4 separate regions of the Sus scrofa genome follow, and regions 2, 3 and 4 are each linked to region 1. The links are chromatin contacts, called in public Hi-C and promoter capture Hi-C maps. All regions are on one chromosome and are shown on one strand. Each heading gives the region's core, a stretch centred on a gene start, on an enhancer-like site or on the middle of the called end of the contact. The rest is flanking DNA. Distances are from core to core; before and after follow the strand shown. Region 1 holds the start of PPP1R7 (protein phosphatase 1 regulatory subunit 7). Region 2 holds the start of CAPN10 (calpain 10). Region 3 holds the start of DTYMK (thymidylate kinase). Region 4 holds the start of DUSP28 (dual specificity phosphatase 28).

The links. Promoter capture Hi-C pulls out the DNA fragments that hold promoters and counts their contacts. Hi-C and Micro-C count contacts between places; a contact is called where the count stands out from the background.
Region 2: a promoter capture Hi-C map of liver shows a contact between it and region 1, with 2.1 times the contacts expected there. The contact joins the promoter of CAPN10 here to the promoter of PPP1R7 in region 1. A contact is called at or near these places in 2 of 5 promoter capture datasets (fetal skeletal muscle and liver) and 1 of 47 Hi-C or Micro-C datasets (heart right ventricle).
Region 3: a promoter capture Hi-C map of liver shows a contact between it and region 1, with 3 times the contacts expected there. The contact joins the promoter of DTYMK here to the promoter of PPP1R7 in region 1. A contact is called at or near these places in 1 of 5 promoter capture datasets (liver), 3 of 47 Hi-C or Micro-C datasets (heart right ventricle, liver and skeletal muscle) and 1 of 2 datasets of contacts at active chromatin or transcription factors (alveolar macrophages).
Region 4: a contact with region 1 is called in a Hi-C map of liver, with 7 times the contacts expected there. The contact joins the promoter of DUSP28 here to the promoter of PPP1R7 in region 1. A contact is called at or near these places in 2 of 47 Hi-C or Micro-C datasets (heart right ventricle and liver).

Annotation. Positions count from the first base shown.
Region 1 is chr15:139,916,743-139,919,724 of Sscrofa11.1, forward strand. It overlaps PPP1R7 (protein phosphatase 1 regulatory subunit 7), which reads left to right and starts at 1,267. Exons shown (of 10, transcript NM_001243902.1): 1 at 1,267-1,348. The coding sequence starts at 1,297. It also overlaps a transcript of PASK not described here.
Region 2 is chr15:139,556,374-139,559,678 of Sscrofa11.1, forward strand. CAPN10 (calpain 10) reads left to right here and starts at 1,399. Exons shown (of 12, transcript NM_001044529.1): 1 at 1,399-1,579. The coding sequence starts at 1,454.
Region 3 is chr15:140,254,469-140,257,472 of Sscrofa11.1, forward strand. It overlaps DTYMK (thymidylate kinase), which reads right to left and starts at 1,335. Exons shown (of 5, transcript XM_021076414.1): 1 at 1,127-1,335. The coding sequence starts at 1,256.
Region 4 is chr15:139,535,107-139,538,527 of Sscrofa11.1, forward strand. It overlaps DUSP28 (dual specificity phosphatase 28), which reads left to right and starts at 1,722. Exons shown (of 2, transcript XM_003359711.4): 1 at 1,722-2,738; 2 at 2,946-3,421. The coding sequence starts at 2,346. The coding sequence ends at 3,074.

The sequences.
Region 1 (2,982 bases), core at 17-2,516:
GGGTGAGCAGGTTGAAGACAAAGGCCAGAGAGGTAGCGGGCTCACGCTTTCACCCCGCGCTGCGCGGAAGAGCTCCGTGCCGCGCGTTCTCCCGGGGCCCACCTTCCAGCGGGGACGAGGGCACCCAGCCCCTCCGAGGGTGAGGATAGTGCGGGGGGCGTGTGGCCCCAGGACCTGCCGCGGCGCGGATGGCGGCAAACGGCCGCAAGGCGGCAAGCGGGCCTCCAGCCGGCCGGACCGCACGGAGGGAAGGCGGGCGGCGCGGGGCGCGGGCCGGCTCTCAGCGCACGCTTCTCACCGAAGGCCGGAGAGTCACCCGCCGAGTTCGCTTCACCCGCCAAGAAGGAACCGATCCGCGCCTCCTGCCCCGCCAGCCAATGGCAGGGCGGCCGGCGCCAAACGGCAGTCCCCACGGGCCAACCCCTGGCGCCGGTGGGCGGGACCCAGCGAGCGAGCCGAGACGCGCGCGACAACGGTTGCTAGGGACGCACCGGAGGCCTACGGCGCCTCGGAGGAGCCAAAGGGGCTGCGCCTCCACCTGCGCAGTCCGCGGACGCCGTGCTTCTGGCCTCAGGATTGAGGCGGTGAACAGAGCGGAGCTTGCCTCCCACAGGCGTCGGCCTGAAGGCAGGGCGCGCAAGGCGGCTCCTTCACGGCCCATGCTGCCTGCGGGGCCGGGGACTGACGGCGCTGTGGGGCCCGCAGTGGCTGGGTCGGCGTCCCGGGCCCCGACCTGCTCTCCAACCCCGCGTGCGGAAGGTCCCGGCTCCGGAACGAGTACAGGCGCACTGAGCTGTGCGTTAGCTGGAAGCGGCCCCTTCACACGGGCCAACTCCGCGCAGCGACGTTGGGACAAAGTCTGCCCATTGTGCAGACGCAGCCACTGAGACCCAGCGGGGCCGGTTCGCACTCGATTGACCCTCACTTTGCAGCCCCACGCAGGGACCCGCCCCTCCGTATCCAGCCACCAGCCCACGAGCGCGGATCGCCTCCCAGACTCCTCCCGCTCGCCTGCAGGCTCAGCTCCATGCGTCCGGCCCCGACTGCACCTGCCTTTTTCCCGCTCCTCGCTTCCAGAGCCTCCCCGGCACTAATCAGCTGCCTGCCGGGAGGTGAGGCTGGCTGCGGGGGGGCTGAGGATGGGCGCGGCCTCGCAGGAGGACTACAACTCCCATGAGACTCTGGGGCCGCGCAAAGCGCGTGGGACTCCATTGGCTGGGAAAGCTCTGAGCTGGGAGCCCTGATTGGCTGAGGGGCCTGAGGCGACAGATTCCGGAAAGGGGGAGAGCAGCGAACATGGCGGCGGAGCGCGGCACGGGCCAGCAACAGTCGCAGGAGATGATGGAGGGTGAGTGGCCTCGCGGGGCGGCGACCGAAGGGCCCAGCGGGTGGGGGCGGCGGCCCGTACCGGACTTGCCCGAGAGAAACGGGGCGGCGCGCTTCCGGCCGCGGCTTGGGCCCCGCAGCGCGCGCCGTCTGACATCTGCCAGCCGGCAGGGCGGGGGCGGCCCCGGACCTGGGGACCCCGGGCAGAGGCGTAGCGGGCGGCTGGGGAAGTGCCCAACCCAGAGCCAGGGGCGAGAGGCGGGGCGAGCCGGGCGCGTGGGAGGGGACTGAGGGCGCGGTGGTCCCGCAGCCCCGGCGTCGGCCAGCCCGAGGGAGCCTCCCACCGGATCTCTTGAGCCTGACTCGCGAGCCAGGTCCCCCGGCAGCTGACGATGAAACCGGGCACGGGGCTCCCTGGGACCTGCCCGAGTCAGCGTGGCGGGGCTGGAGGAGGGTCCTCGACAGCCCGTGGGTTGTGGGGAAGGGGTGACAAGGAGCCAAGAGTCGAGTTTTAGAATCGACAGCTTTCTGTTTCCAAAGCTATCATAGTTCAAAAAAAACCTACATTTCAACTTTTTTGCTTTGTTGAAAAAAATTATTTGCGTATTGTGTATGCATGTAATTACCTACACACACTTAACCCCGACCCGGAGAGTCAGCGGTGTCTTTGGGTGCTTACACACGGGCGTCCGCAGCTTTCCCAAGAGCAGCCGCTGTCTCGTGTGTGAGGTGCTAGCTAGGGAAGGAAGGGTGGGGAGCCGAGGGGAAAACAGGAAGGCTTGGCATGCTTGGGAGTGGAGGCTGCACAACCAAGGCCCGCTCTTCGCTGAACCTAGAAGGCTAACTGCAAGTCAGCCAGGTTGTGGATAGGCTGCGGGACAGATCATAGATCCTTTCAGGTGAGGGAAGCCGCTTGGATGAGGGCAAGAGGGTGTGAGAGAATGTGACCCGTTTGGAGGAGCGCACAGTCATATTGAGTGGGGGAGGGTGCCAGCGACGCTGGCCAGAGCCGTCCTGGAAGGGGGCACACGTGAAAGGTCATGGACTTTGAGGCGTTTAGATCTTTTGAGGCAAGGAAGCACCGCTTCTCATCCCCCTTCTTCCCACCTCCCACCTCCCTGGGCTTCCTCTTCACCTGTTTCCTTGTCTTGGTAAATGGCAAATGGCAACCCTAGCAGTTCTCTCTCTCCTGCTCCCACCCATGCGATTAATCACCTCCTTAATGTCTCCAAATGTTCACTACCGCTCCCATTCCTACGGCCCATACCTTGAGCCCGTCCCAAGTCTCCTTGTGTGCTGATCTGCTGTCCCTTGCCCTGCCCCTCAGGATAGTCCCAAGGTTCACTTTGGCTGCCCTTCATTTGCTAAGCCCCGCCCGCCCTGGGCTCAGCCACGCCAGACCATCGTCCAGGAGAACTTGCTGCCCCTTAGCCTTGACCACAGAGTGCCCTGTGCCTGCTAACAGCTAACCTATTAAATGTCTACACGTGTGTCTTGCACATGTTTCGTGCCTGATAGCAGCTCCGAAATGCAAGGGCTGTACCACCTCCTTCTACAGACAAGGGGACTGAAGAAGGAGAAGGAAAAAAGACGCCAAAGCCATGTCTGCCGGGCAAGATGCAAACGCAGGAAGAGCCCTGGCACTCCAGAAATTGT
Region 2 (3,305 bases), core at 149-2,648, 360 kb before region 1:
TTTTAGGGCCGCACCCGCGCCATATGGAGTTTCCCAGGCTAAGGGTCTAATCGGAGCTGCAGGCACCAGCCTATGCCACAGCCACAGCAACGCCAGATCCAAGCCGCATCTGCAACCTACACCACAGCTCACGGCAACGCCAGATCCTTAACCCACTGAGCAAGATGGGATCAAACCTGCAACCTCATGGTTCCTAGTCGGATTAGTTTCCGCTGAGCCAAGACAGGAACTTGGGAACTTCTCTTTGGGATAAGATTGCAGAACGGCTTCAATCTGACGACCATTCATATGGGGGGGGGGAGCAAAATCGGCCTGGGGATGCAAAAAATCTCAGAAACTCTATAGGTAGCAGAGAGCTGTCCTAGAAGGATTGAGGCCCTCTTCTCCACCGTGCGACCCTCTGTGAAGGCTCCAGCCGCAGGGAAGAAGAAGTAGCAAAGAATAAGCCTCGGGCTCACTGCCTTCCTTCCTGGGAGTGTGGATGGGGAAGGGCGGGATCCTGCAGCAAGGGTAAACCCTTAGACAGATCCCGAAATCACTGTCCTCCCCAACCCGCAGCACTGAGCGGCCGTGAGCTATAACCGCAAGTCCGGCGGGTCACCGTGCAGCCCACCAGAACCAGATGCCCGGCCATCCGGGGACCAGGAGGATGCTCCAGCCCGACTCCCTGCCCTGCTCAGAATACAGCGCGTCTGACCGGAGCCTGCCTTGACACAGCTTCTCCGGCCCGGGAAGGCCCTCCGCGGGCTGGGACACGCCCCAGGACCCCAGCACACAACATCGGCAGACCACACAACGCCCCGGCCCGCTCACAGTTCCCCTCCCAAGAGTCACCCGCTTTCCCGACAGCAGGCGCCGGGCCCGCCGCCCACGCCGGAAGAGGTGCATTCTGGGAGGGGCGCGGCAGGCTGGGATCTGTAGTTCGCGGCCCATCCTCGGCCGAGGCCGCTCTGGCCCGTTCGGCCCCAGGAACCTGCGAGTCCAGGAGATCCCGACGCCCCGACCCGAGCCGCATCGGCCCGAGGACAAGACGCTGCCGGCCTCCCAGGTGTGAGTCTTAGCGAGCACAGCTACGAGCCTCGGGACGGAGAAGCGCAGCCGCCGGGACCGCACAGCCCCGCCACCTCTTACCTCGGGAGCCACGCCCCCCTGGGGCTGGGACTCTCGCGCGGACTTCCCAACACTCGAATGCGATTGGGCCGTTCTGTCATGTGACCAGTAGCGACTCACCTGGTTGGCTGCAGCCTAGGACGGCGGTTACCGGGGCGACGGAGGGGGCGGGCACCCCTGCCGGATGGGACTGCGGGGCCCGCGGGGCTGGGGGGCCGGGCCGCGCAGGGGAGCGCGGTGCTGGCGGGACCGCGGCCGGCCTGCCCTCTCGCAGGGCTGCGGGCCCCCTCGGCTGCGCTCGGCACGGGGCGTGGGCTGCAGATGGGAGCCCGGGGGCCCCAAGATGCGGGCGCCGGCCAGGGAGCTTTTCCGAGACTCTGCCTTCCCCGCGTCGGACTCCTCGATCTTCTCCAGCTTCTCCACGCCGCTGGTCCAGTTCCGGGAGGAGATCACGTGGAGGCGGCCCCAGGTGGGGCGGGGGGCGCGCGGGTCTCGCGCTGGGTCTCTAGGCGCCGCTTCCTGCTGTGGTGCGAGCGGGGCGGCAGGGATCAGGCGGGGCTGGGCACAGAGCTCTCGGCAGGGTCTGCTGCTGCTGCTGCTGTTCTCACGAGTGGGCTCCCACGCCGCCTCCCATCCCACTCCAGCAGTGCTGGACCCGGGCTCGCGGCCCCTACCTGCGTGAGCTCTTTTCCGTAGGCGATTCAAAGCGCAGCCAGAGGGGCGTTTTAGCAGACACAAGCTTAGCCCCACTTGCGGGTGCCCCGAAGAGCTTCTAGTCTGCAGGGCCCTTCTGGCCGCAAGCTTTCTGGTTCCTTCTTCCATTCATGCTCCCGTGGAAGGGCCATGTTTTGCTGAGCAAATTACCGTTTTGGACTTTGTGCACTGGCACTGTCAGTTGTAAACACCTGAATTGAGGGGTGCTCCGGCCTGGTGCTGTGTTGATATCTTTAGAAATGGTGTATTGGCCGAGTAAGACTGCCCAGGGAGCAACCCCGCTCCCCCTGAGTGCTTGCAGCCTTAGTGGAAACATCTGTGTGGCGCCAGCCCGGGAACAAAGGTAGAACTGCTCGGCTATGGCCGCTGAGGGGCTTTCCTTGGGCAACAGTGTTTTGCCTGAGGGTGGCAAGGGCCAAAGAGCCTAATTGGCCCTGCCAGTGGAGTGTGGTGGTGGTGGTGGTGGTGGTTTTAAAGGATTGTAGGTTCAATAGGAGGCTGCTCAGGTATTTTTAGTAGAAGAGTGATTCCTTTGGATTTGTGTTTCAGGAGGCTCACTCTTTCCACCGGGTGTGAAATGGATTGTTGGGGCAGGGGTGCAGGTGGCCACTGCAGTGGTCCAGGAGAAAGAGGAGGGCCTCAGGTTCGTGTGAGCACCACTGGGATGTGCTTTGGAGTCGGTGGATCCGAGAAGCATCTTGGAGGGAGGGTTGGTCGTTCTTAGTGATGATTGGAAGTAGAGGGTGAGGGTAAAGGACACATCAAGAATGACTGGGTTTCTGGCCTGAGCGCCGGCTGGCTGGTGGTCTCATCTGATGAGCTGGGGAAAGCGGGAGGCGGGAGAGCTAGGGGTGGAAGTCTAGGGTTGGGCTTTGCCCTCCATGTTCATGCGGGGCCAACTGCGGGGAAGTGGATACGAGAGTTGGGAGCTCAGGCAGATCTGGGCTGGATGCTCCATCTGGGAATTGAGACGGTAACAGACGGCATATGGCCCAGGGTCTGGAAGAGCATCTCGGGAGAAAGTACGGGCAGAAAAGAGGGGGCTTGGAACTGAGCCTTGAGGAACCCAGGCGCCTTGAGAAGGGCAGGCAGTGAGGTGAGAGGACCGCCAGAGGCCTGTGGGGCCACGGAAGCCCAGCAGGGACTGCTGGGGGGCAGCCCCTGCTCTAACGCTGCTGAGTCTTGGGAAAGAGGACAGAGGGTGCCCGTTGGAGGTGACGACATGGAGGTGACATTGATAAAAGCGGTTTGGGAGGCATGACTGGCTCAGAAGCAGGGGGGCTGTGTCGCAAGGAGAGAGGAAGTGGGGCCAGCAGTTTTTTGAGAAGTTGTCAGTGAAGGACCTAGTGGGGGCAGTGGTGCCCGGGGCCAGCACCTTAGAGGAGCTGAGACGTCCTCTCTCAGTCTGTACCCTGGGTTTATGTCTGCACAGCTGGGGGAAGAGGCTCACGGGGGGCCCTAAGGCCTTGAAGGCAGGAGGG
Region 3 (3,004 bases), core at 85-2,584, 340 kb after region 1:
GAAGAAGGAACTCAGGCAGAAAGGAGCAACTGCAAAAATGCCAACAAGCTGACCAGACTGCGAACCAAAAAAGGTCAATCATAGTGCCTATACCTGTACATCAACCAACACAGGACTGTGTGGCACTGTATGTACTAATTGAAAAAAATCTGTAAGTGGACCAGCACAGTTCAAACCTCTGTTGTTCAAGAGTAAACTGGGTAAGATTTGCAGACTGGCTGGCCTAAAGATTAAAATGATAAGTATCTATAGTTCTCCTGTGGTGCAGTGGCTTAGAGATCTGGTGTTGTCACTGTAGCAGCTTGGGTGGCTGCTGTGGTGCAGGTTCCATCCTTGGTCTTAGTCTTTCCACAGGCCATGAAAACCAAAAAAAAAAAATCAGTAAATAGAAAAAAATGATAAATACTCAAAAAGCATTTTCAGAGTTCCCATTGTGGCTCAGAGTGTTAAGAACATGACAGTGTTGGTGAGGGTGCAGGTTTGATCCCTAGCCTTGCTCAGTGGGTAAAGGATCTGGTGTTGCTGCAAACTGCAAACTGCAGCATAGGCTACAGACGTGCAGCTCAGATCCGGTGTCCATGTGGCTGTGGCCCAGGTCGCAGATGCGGCTCAGATGCCGTGTGGCTGTGGTGTAAGCCATGGCTACAGCTCCAATTTGACCCCTAGCCAGGCAACTTCCATATGCCACAGGTGCAACCCTAAAACATATATATATATACACATACATATGGGCAAACAAAGCTAGTCAAACAAAACAGAGACTTGGATTACAGACAGCACCAGGAGACTTCTAGGGGTGATGGATACAGTCATTATCTTGACTGTAAAGATGGTTTCCTGGGTGTACACGTGTATCAAGACCCACTAAACACGTAGCATCAGAGCTACGCAAAAATAGAAGCACAGATGCATCCCGCTGAATGACAGGAACCAGGGCCGGCTCACAGGGCGCACATGGACGGCAGCCCCGCGCTCGGAGCTCCCCACCAGCAGACGGACAGCGAGCGCGTGTGCAGCAGCACTAGACTTCGCTCCTCCGTCCTCGGGTGCCCGCGAAGCCCGCGGGCCCCGCCCCCACCCAGGGTCCTCCCTTGGCCCCCGGCCTCCCGGAGCCCGGCGCGCCCACCCGGGAAGCGCAGGAGCTCGGCGCGGTGGCCCGCGGCGCACAGCGCGTCCACCAGCTTGCGGCTCTGCGTGCTCTTCCCCGCGCGGTCCACACCCTCCAGTACGATGAGAGCCCCGCGCCGGCCCGCCATCTCCGCGCCTTCCCGCCGCTGCCGCCGCCTCGCGTCGCCGCGTCGCCGCACCGCCCGGACCTCCCATTGGCCGACGTCCGCGGTGCGCGCCGGGATTGGCTCAGGTGGGACGGCGCCCAGGACGTGCGTTGAGATTGGCTGAGATTTTCTGGCGTCCCCGGCGCGCATTGGGATTGGCTCAGGTAGGACGGCGTCCGGGACGCGCTCTAGGATTGGCTAAAATGTTCTGGCGTCTGAAGCGCGCGCTAGGATTGGCTGCGATCTTCTGGCGTGCGGGGCGCGCGCTGGGATTGGCTGGGACAAGTCCGGCAGAGGCGGGGCGCCGTGTCGGGGTCGTGGGCGCTGGGTGGCGGGAACCCGGCGTGTGCGTTTGACCACGCTACGCTCGGAGCCTGCCTGTCGCCCTCAGGAATTGGCACCTGGGGGGCGGAAAGTTTGAGGGCGCGTGGTCCCGCGCCCAGAAGGCGCTCGGGATGTCTTGCCCCTGTTGTCTTCAGGCCGTGTGTTTCCCTCCCGTCAGGCCGGTCCCTAGTGTCCTCGGAACCTCGCGGCCGCCCGGCGGCGCCTCCCCGAATGCCGTCCCAGTGGGGGTCTTTCCTCAAGGCGGGGCTTTGGGGCGGAAAGCAACTTGAGGCCCGTAAGAAGCTAGAACGGCCTTTCCGGAACGTGGAACGTCTGAGTTTGCCACGGAGAGGCGCTCGTGTGGAACTGGAGGCGGTAGAAACTTGGCAGCCCTGGGATTCTGGGCTCTGCCCGCCAGGGAGCCTTTGAGAACCTCCGGACCTACCCTCCCCAGTGCATCCCGTGCTGTGCCACGCCCTGTGTCGCCGCGACCCACCATACCTTTGGTAGCTTTATGCTTTCCCGGTTGACCCTTTCTTGATTTAGTTTGAGGTTCTGGAAGGGCGATAGAATCTGTTACTCCCGGTTAATTGGCTTCCTTCTTTGGTGTGGAGCTTGGCGGTGTAACCAGAGCTGACTTTCAAGCACAACTTTTAAAATCGTCTGTGAGGTTCCCTGCACCCCCTCCTAACCCCAGTGAGAGAACAGCATGTGCACAATTAGGTTGCTGTTTCATCCCAGATCCTGGAATGAAGACGCACCGCCCAGCTGCAGCCCCAGTAAGAAATAAGCAGCTGTGATTCTGAGTCTCCTGAGATGCAGTGCTTTTTGTTACTGCAGTGTAACCTGGTGGAAGATCAAGGTACTGATGTTGCTTTCGTCTGATCAATATATCTTGTTCTAAAATGTCCATCTCCTTGCCTTCAAGAGGAGGAAGGGATTAAGTGCTGGAGATGGGCACTTGCCATCTGCCTGTACAAGGAGTGACTGGTGAGTCACTGCACCTGCTGACCCTCATCCGCTGGAAGAGCTCGGGGTGAGAGCAGGAGCGAGGCTCTCAGTGCCCTAGGAGAACTGGCAGAACAGGCCTTCAGACAGGTACTTTCAGGAGAGGATTTTATGAGCCCAATCATTGCATCTCCTTGTATCTGGAAAAGCACTGAAATCCTTCATGGTGGTGACTGCTCCTCATGACAAGCAGTGACCTTCACGACGCTGGCAGTTAACTTCTGTAAAATGTGTGTGTGCTTGTACCTCCCCCTTCGCCCAAATCTCATGTATGCTGACGTTCCGCCTACCTCTCGAGTGGTATTTCAGAACTTTCTCAAATGCTGCCTCCTGGGCTATAGTCCTCATTTTGCCCCAAATAAAACTGAACTGTCAACTTTTAAGTTGTGCATGTCTTT
Region 4 (3,421 bases), core at 472-2,971, 380 kb before region 1:
TATGCAGTGCGGCCCTAAAGAGCAAAAAATTTTAAAAATTAAAAAAAATATGGGTCATGACCCACAAAACTGATTTCCCAACCCACTAATGGATCACAACTTGCTGAGTCGGGACCAACATTCAGAAACACTTTTAGAAGGCGTATTCTGGCTACAGCGAGGAAGGCTGGCAGGCTCCTCTCCAGAGGTGGGTGCCAAGGCCAGAAGAAGGTGGCCCCAAAAGCACAGCATTCCAGGTGGAGAGAATGGATTTGCGAGTTAGGATGGCTTGTCCCCGATTCAGTAACTCAGTGGGGTGAAGGAGCTTGGGGTATCATTTAGAGGTCTTGAAACAGAAAACCCACTTTCAGCATCCAACAGTGAAGGGTGATAGGCTGTCAGGAAACCAAACCGTCCAGAGGCTGGAGGTCCTTCGCATCTGGTTAGATCCAGTGGCCCAACAATGTCAGGGACCATTTCTCCCATCTGGCTCTCATCTAGGCTTCCTTCCCTTTGAGGTCACAAGGTGAGGGCAGAGGCCCCCAAGCCCCTCTCTCCTCTTTGGTTCACAGGACAGCCCAAGCCCTTTCCTGAAGCAGTCATGGGGGGCAGGCGTCCCTGGTCGATGGAGGCAATGAGATGCCCACTTCTGCAGCAGGGGGACAGGGCATCTCCACCTAGCTGGCTGGCCTCCAGAAACTTGGGCAAACTGGACTCCCATCCTAGGAAAGTCGGAATCCCTCCTTAGGGCAAAGGGGGATGCTCCGAAGACCTTCCCGTGGTGACGTGAGGACTGCAGCCAATGAAGAGCCCCGGGTAGCAGAAAAGACCTGACAGTTACCGATGCTTGAAGGCTTCAGCTGGAATGGAGAGAATCAAAATCACCCAGAGAGGCTGTACAGGTTCTTCTGCCAGACCACCCAGTCCTGCGGGGTGGGGTGGGGGGCGGGGGGTGGATAACTGGAGAATACTTTCCGGTAGAAGGGACGGCAAATCTTAAGTAGTTAATGGAAATGAGTCAGAAGAGATGTTTTACTGTTATTAGAATTGAACTGAAACTGCAATAACTAAATGCAGTTTAAAGAACTACAAGACAGTTTTGACTGAAACTGTCAAACCAGTTGTCTGCTGTCTGACAGCAGAGCAGAAACACCTACTGAAGAAGCCTTCTTAGAAGGCAACTGTAGAGGCGCTCCTGTCGTGGCTCAGTGGTAATGAACCGACCAGTATCCACGAGGATGCGGGTTTGATCCCTGGCCTTGCTCAGTGGGTTGAGTCTGGTGTTGCTGTGAGCTCTGGTGTAGGTCACAGATGTGGCCTGGATCCTACATTGCTGCGACTGTGGTGTAGGCTGGCAGCTGTAGCTCCGATTCAACCCCTACCCTGGGAACTTCCATAAGCCACGAGTGTGGCCCTCAAAAGAAAAAAAAAAAAAAAAAAAAAAGCAGCTGTATAAAGTTTAGTTTTTGATTTTTATTTTATTGTCTTTTCTAGGGCCGCTCCAGCAGCATATGGAGGTTCCCAGGCTAGGGGTCTAATCGGAGATATAGCCACCGGCCTACGCCAGAGCCACAGCTCACAGCAACGCCGGATCCTTAACCCACTGAGCGAGGCCAGGGATCGAACCCGCAACTTCACGGTTCCTAGTCAGATTCCTTTCCGCTGTGCCACGATGGGAACTCCCTAAAGTTTAGTTTTTAAAAATTACAGTAATGACCCAAAAATTAATAGTTGAGAAAAATAAAAACGAAAATACTGGACTATGTAAAAACGTTGAAAAGCTAATGGTAAATAGTTTTATTTCATATAAACCATGTTTCACCATAAAAGGAAAATTAAAGTGCAGAAATTACAGGGTGATTTGTTAGAAGGCAGGTAACAAAAAGGAGTAAACAGCTGTACTAAAGGGCACTTCAGCTGGCACTGCAGTTATAAGAGAACTCCGTAAGGTGGCCACCAACAAAACAACGCGGTCAGTGCACAGGTGACAATCTGTGACAGTCTACCGGGCGCGTCAACCACCGCTGGAGAAGCCCACCTGCGCAGCCCCGCCTTGAAGCCGCGCGGCCCGGGCCTGCGGGCCCTGAGGCTCGTTCCCAACAACCCGGACCCGCCCACCCCGCTACGGCCAATCGGAGTCTCCCAATGGTCAAGGGGCCAGGCAACGGCCGCAGCCCCGGCTGGGCCTGACCAATGAGGAGGCGGCCAGAGCCTTGGGGGTGTGCCCCGCCTGTGCTCGGCCAAAACCCGGCCGGGAGAGGGGCGGGGCGGCCCAGGGAGGCCTCTAGCCTCTAGGGCCCTGCGGTGCCAGGCGGGCCGCCCGACGGCTCAAAATAGTCTCCGGGGTGGGTGCCCGGGCGCCGGTCATGGACCCAGAACAAGCCGAACGCCGCGGAGCTGCCGAGGCCTCCCCGCCGCCGTTCGTGCGCGTCGCACCCTCGCTCTTCCTCGGGAGCGCGCGCGCCGCGGCCGCGCAGGCGATGCTGGAGCGCGCGGGCGTCACCCTGTGCGTCAACGTCTCGCGCCAGCAGCCCGGGCCGCGCGCGCCCGGCGTGGCCGAGCTGCGCGTGCCCGTATTCGACGACCCGGCAGAGGACCTGCTGGCGCACTTGGAGCCCACCTGCGCCGCCATGGAAGCCGCGATGCGCGCAGGTGGCGCCTGCCTCGTCTTCTGCAAGAACGGCCGCAGCCGCTCGGCGGCCGTCTGCACCGCCTACCTCATGCGTCACGGCGGCCTGAGCCTGGATCGGGCCTTCCAGGTAAGCCCGGACTTCCGGGGTCGGGGCTTCCGGCGGGAACTTCCGTCAGGGCGGACCTCGAAACCGGAAGAGATTCTTCTGGGCGGGACGCGGCTCTGGGCAGGGGCGGGGCCCGCTCGTGGAGGCGGGGCCTCCGGGCCGTGGGGGCGTCTGCGGACTTGCAGCGAGCGCCGCACGGTGTGTGCAGCCTGAGCCCCTCGTTTGCAGGCCGTGAAGAGCGCCCGCCCAGTGGCCGAGCCCAACCCGGGCTTCTGGGCCCAGCTCCAGAAGTACGAGGAGGCCCTGAAGTCCCAGTCCCTCCTGCCGGGAGAGCCCGCGGGCCCGAGTGAGCCCTAGTCGGTCAGCCTTGGGGAAGGCCCAGCCCCAAAGCACCGCGCTCGGAGTTTGATGCGGCGTCCGGTGGGGAAGAGGTAATTCGTGCACCGACGGGAGGGTGCTCTTTGCCTCTCCTGCTTCACGTCCCACGGAATTTTCATTTTCTGCAACTTCCTGACGGTCTCTGGCCCCTCTTGACCGTAGTGCAGGAGTGTGTCCCCTAGGAGAGAACTGGGGACCCCTCCTCCCCAGATCACAGGTTTATTAGACAGGGCTCGGTCGGGAACATCAAAACCACTTCAATACGCTGCAGGTGCGGCCGACAAAGAGAAAAACAAAAAACAAAAAAGCTTCAGGAATTTTAGCCA